Linked DNA regions of Gossypium arboreum: region 1 is linked to region 2. The links are chromatin contacts, called in public Hi-C maps. All regions are on one chromosome and are shown on one strand. Each heading gives the region's core, a stretch centred on a gene start, on an enhancer-like site or on the middle of the called end of the contact. The rest is flanking DNA. Distances are from core to core; before and after follow the strand shown. Region 1 holds the start of LOC108488840. Region 2 holds the start of LOC108486969.

Evidence for each region. Hi-C and Micro-C count contacts between places; a contact is called where the count stands out from the background.
Region 1: a Hi-C map of leaf shows a contact between it and region 2, with 4 times the contacts expected there. The contact joins the promoter of LOC108488840 here to the promoter of LOC108486969 in region 2. A contact is called at or near these places in 2 of 5 Hi-C or Micro-C datasets (both in leaf).

What each region holds. Positions count from the first base shown.
Region 1 is chr10:108,448,007-108,451,026 of ASM2569848v2, forward strand. LOC108488840 reads left to right here and starts at 1,357. Exons shown (of 3, transcript XM_017793122.2): 1 at 1,357-1,583; 2 at 1,665-1,918; 3 at 2,697-3,020. The coding sequence starts at 1,425. LOC108489214 (protein FAR1-RELATED SEQUENCE 11-like) reads left to right here. Exons shown (of 5, transcript XM_017793578.2): 5 at 1-113.
Region 2 is chr10:108,216,148-108,219,014 of ASM2569848v2, forward strand. LOC108486969 reads right to left here and starts at 1,290. Exons shown (of 6, transcript XM_017791136.2): 1 at 925-1,290.

The DNA of each region.
Region 1 (3,020 bases), core at 107-2,606, 230 kb after region 2:
TAGGTTTACAAACAACAAATGCTTGATGTTATTGTTAGTTACTCTTCCAAATTTTAGATGGAAAAAAAAGAATCCCATAAATCCAAATATAAAGATCTGTCTAGGATTACAAATGTCAGATTCCAACCTTTAAATTCGCTAAATACCATCATTTAGAGATAGTTTATTTTTTTTTTTTTAAATTATTCTACTGTATAAGTAACAACTTTGTGAAACATAAACTTTGAAGTTTATGCTGAAAGATGAATTAATTATATAATTGTAATATATTCTTGGAATAAACCAGAGAAGATTAGAAGGCACTGCAGCAAACCGACATCAATATTCTTAAGTCATTGTTGCATTTGTTCTTTCAGGGGGGGTATCACTTTGTTGGGTTATTATTCCTTTCTCTAAAGTTGGCAAATCTCAACAATTGAAACTTTAGGCATCTAGGAACTTTATGTTTTGTTTGGTCAACATTGAAAGCCAAACCTGTTTTGTTTCATTTTTATAGTAATTAAATCTCTAAACTTCAAAATTTTGTTAAAATGTCCATGGTTAATTAGTAATCGAATTAGTTAGTTATTAATTTTTAATTTGATTGGTTTAATCATTGATTTAGTTTCAATTAAATAAATTATTAAAAAATTAAAAAAAATCATAAAATCCATTCAACCATATAGACTTGATCAAAATTTTATTTTAATTTAATTGATTCAGAAAGTTCGTAATTTAACTAGTTTAATTTTATTTAAACTAATTGATCAATTAATTTTCGATCCAATTAATTTAATGTATCAATCTAATTCCCAACGTTTGTCGGATCCAATGCTAAGTTAAGTGGCATCTTAATGGAAAAAACAGTAATGAGAAAGCTTATTCATATTTAGTGAGGATACAGATAAGAACCTTTGACCATGTACTTGATAAAATTGTTATTTAACTTCTCCAAAAAAAATATAATTCATATCTTGATTTTTTTTAAGCTTTTAACTTAAATCAAAATTTAATGTGACATAGAGAATATAAAAAATAATCATAATGTGAGCTGAAACAGTAACATTGGTATCAGGAGACTGTTTTTCTATTACAATTGCAATGTCTAAGAAATTCCACTTTGAGGCAAAGGTAAAGAAAAAGAAAGGATGGGAAATGCACTTTGAGATAAAAGACGGTGGAAGATGGTGAAGTCTCTAATATTTTACACGTGTCTATGATGAAGCAAAGCCCATTGTGGCCTTCATCTTTAGAAAAATTATAGAAAAAGCCACAATCAATGTGAATAACTTCACAGTAAAGGCCAGAATCATTGGAATCTTTGGGCTTTAAGCAACCTTTGCTCCAAGCTATTCTATAATTCCTTCAGTTTTGGTAGCGCAAACCATTTAATTCCCCGCCCGCCCATCAACTCCTTGCATGAATTCCGTTTTTGTTGCCCGAAAATGCCTAAAACAGTAGGTGTCACACATGCTGATCTCGCCCCAAGTCGTCGAAGCACCGAATTAGGCAGCAAAACCGGTGTTGCTTTCATAGTTGTCACCATCATATGTGGTCTCTTCTGCTTCGTACTTTGCCTCATAGCCGAAGCCACTCGTTCCCAGGTACTTAACTCTCCCCCCTCCCCCCCCTTTTCCCTTTATGTCCTCGCTTCAGTTCGTTGATATACACATGATGTGGCGTAGGAAAAATGGGTGGAGAGTGGAGAAGACGGGAAAGACGTGAAATATGAATGCATATACAGTGGAAGCGGGAAGATGGCATTGTTGTGTTCAGCAGTGGCATTTGTGGGACTTGCAGTGGTGATGTTGGTGGAACATATGTACATGTTGATTGCGGTGAGTAAATCACCGCCGCCGGTTCTGCTTTCATGGGATCCTGATTCCACTCAGTTCAAGACTCTCACCTGGCAGGCTGGATTTTTCTTTGTCACCACTTGGTAACATTCTCAAACATACACTATCAGCCTTCATTCTGGGTTTCACCGCCCTTTTCAATTGCATTGCTTCATCTTCGTGCCCTTTTTCCAGTTTTTTTTTTCCTATGCTGCTTATGAATTTCGATTACCCTTTTCTTTAAACTATTAAGGTTAACTGTATCTTACATCAAACTATGATACAAATTCTAAATTCGAACTTATACTTTAGAAGTTTTCATTGGGCCCTTAAAACATTATCTTAAACATTAAATAACTTGGCTACCTTTGACTACGGTTTTGTAGATATATATATTTACTTTATAGATAACAAGGCTTAACTTTTAAATAAATAAATAATCAATTAAACGAGGGTTTAATAGAAAATTAGCAATTAATTAAGCTATCAAATTTTTTAGATTAATTTTTGACTAAGGGCTCAATTAGGTGTTTTTTTCCACTAGAGTTCGAATTGATTATTAATTTAGAACTTTTTTTTTATCATTTAAGCTTAAAAATAGTCATTTTAAATTTTATTAACATCATCACAATCATATGTTGTTTATCGTATTAAATTCAAACTCTCTATGCGGTTGGTACACACATGTTTATAATTTAGTTCTTGTATTTTGAATATAACCCACAATCAGTATGTCTAAATTGACGACTAAAATGATACTTTAAAGATGATTTTAAAGTTTCAGGATCAATTTTAAAATGTCCAATAATTTGAGGACTTCTGGTGAGATTAATTCAATTATAAAAGCAAAGCAGCTGAAGTTTTCATTGATTCCAATTTCAGGCTTTGCTTTGCGGTGGCTGAGATTTTGTTGTTGATAGGGCTAAGTGTGGAATCGGGACATTTGAAAAACTGGTCGAAACCGAGAGAAAGCTGTCTCATAATCAGAGAAGGCTTGTTTTGTGCGGCTGGTGTGTTGACATTGATGACCGTTTTCTTGGCGGCTGGCCTCTACTTGACTGCATTACATGCCCAAAAGTTGTTCCAACAACAGCAACTTGTTCGCCAACAGGTACTTGAAACAACCGTCCTATACACATCACCACCTGGTTCGCCACCACATCGGTTGACAACCATGGCGAGAGAAGACCCGGTGATCACAGAGTT
Region 2 (2,867 bases), core at 40-2,539:
TTCTGACCATTTTTTTCTAAAAAGCATATGCATGCTATTCAACACTCCAAGATAGGAGCTTTCTTTGTAATTTCAGTCAATATTTTATCAGATGAAATGGAAGATCAGATATCTATCTGGTACCCTAAAAAGGATGTTAAAAGCCTATCAATGGAGATGAACTTGTTTCTTTTTACCCTGAGATCTCTAAAAACACAAAACACGGCCAAATGTAGCATCTGTATCTTCATTTTTCATGCCACTTAACTAGACATTGCACACCTTTTTTTCTGCCATTGACTTGGCAGAATTTCAAACAGCTAAAATTTGTCAAACAAGCAAGACAATATAAGAACATGAAATGAACACAAAAATCACATTGTCACCATCTTAAATCTATGTCATAGTGCACTCATTCTTAAGATATTTAGCTCTTTTATTCCCACACTTTCCGGTGACAAGCAACTTACAATGTCAAAGCCCTTCTATATCAACATCTCTACAATATTATACCATTTGAAATTAGCTTTAACAGATGAAGTTCCTATGGTACTAAGAGGGATTAACAAAAAAAAAAAATTGTAGAAACTAATTGCATACTCTCATTTTACCAAAACAAACACCTTAGATCCCAATTCTAATAAAATCTGCAAATAAAAGGCTGTCTGAGAATGATAGAAAGAGATAAATTGCCCCTATAATTTAGCAAGCAATTCAATTTAATTCAACATCCGTCGAGAAGACTAGATTCAAATATTTTAAGGGCACAATCCTTTAAAGAAAACAATTCTTTGACAAACAATAAATAAACATACAGGCTCAAACCAACAACACAATGATCAATAAGCAGCAATTTGATAAGAAAAGCAATTGCCAAATCCCCCCCCCCACAAAAAAAAGAAACAAAAAGAAACCCAGAACTTTAAATGGAAGAAAAAGACTTACACTGAAGTCCAATGAATGAGATCAGCTTAAATGCAGCAATATTTCATGGTTTCAGCTTAAATGCAACAATATTTCATGGCTCAACTTAAATATAGAGAAAAGGACAGAACATTGCAATGGGGTTCAGCTTAAATTTGAGATTTTTGGGAGAAACAAAAGTGAAAGGCTCCTCCTTTGAGAGTCAGAAAAGGACTGAGGGATAAAGAAAGAGAGAAGGGTGTGTTTGTGTGTATGTGTGATGTAGTTCAAAGCAATAAATGGAGACACAGAGTAAATAATAGCATAGGGGTTTTCCATTTTTTTTAAAAAAAAAATAAAATTAAAATTGCTTTGCTTAAAATTTTGTAATTTAATTTTAATCATTATTAAAACGAAGTGGAATTAAAAAGCCTATAACGTCTCTTTTAAGAGGGTCGAGATTTCAAATTCCAAACAGACTTTTGACTGTTCCTGGGAATTCTGATAAACTTACAAGTGGGTTTCAATTAGTTTGTGTACTACTTAATGGATTGGTAAACACGTGTTCAAATCCCTTTCTGTAAATTTGAGGCAACTTGGTAATTCAATGTCTAATCAAATGGGCCTTTAATCTATAATATATAAATTGATATTACAAGTTAATTTCTGAATTTAATTAATTTTAATATAAAAATTTGATTTTAATATATTTTATTAAATAAATTTAAGAACACCCACATATTTTAATTTAAAATATTTATTTCAAAAATACATCAAATGTTACTTTTATTATTTTCATAAATATTTTAAAAGTAATTTTAAAAACTCTACTCCTATTGTGATCTTGCAATATATCGTAATAATAAAATAAATATTTTTCTTAAATAATTATACTTAGTTTTAAACTTGTGCAATGTACGAAGGTACATTATATTTTAATAAATTTTAAATTTAATATTAATAAAGTGATAATATTTTTATTTTTATTTATATTTGAAATATTTGTATTTAATAAAAAGAACTAGAATCAAATTATAATTTATAGCATAAAAACTTCTCAACAAAAATTAAAATGAAAAACTTATTTTAATTAACATTAAACTATAAAAATTGATGTAAACTAACAAGTGATTGGATGTAATGGTAAAACACATTGCAACTTTTAATAAGAAAATAAAATTCAAACTTTAAAGATAATATTATTAAAAATAATAATCATAAATCTTGAGTTTACCTCTAGTAACCCAAATTGAGTCGCACTAACACCATTAATATTCATAACATTACAAACTAAAAATCAGAACCATTTTCCATTTTCTAACACCATGCTAAGAACATTGAATTTCTTTGGACCCCAATTTTAGCAAGGGCAATATTCCAGCTACTTGCTTAAATTAATTGCTTATAGTTTATTGTCAGTGACACATTAATTTAATTAAATATAAATTTAATAAACATAAATTTATATTTATAGCTTTGTATATTACGTTAATAAATATCTTTGAATTAAAAATATTTTCGAATAAATATCTATCTAATTTATGAATGTATTATTTGTTAAAACGTCCACATGAGCGAATTTGGATATTTACAAAGATATTATTATAAAACTATTAAATCTAATTTTACCTAAATTTCCATGCACTTAAAATTATATGTAACATTGGATTGGAATTTTAATAAATTATAAGTTATAGATATTATTATAAAACTATTAAATGTAATAAACTTTTATCTATTTTATTTAAGCATACTTATCTCGTACAATTTCCTTAAACTTTATATAATTATACTTTCCTTTTTTAATTCTCTATTAGAACTTGTTGTGATCTCTCTTAACAAAATTTTAGGCCAATTTTTAGGTTTAGGCTTGGTTCATCTGAAAAATGGGTTTAAAATTTTGTTCTTGTCTAAATCAAATTATAGAAGCCAAATTTGACCCGATCCGACCCGCCCATATTATTATTTCTAGATTATTTTATTAC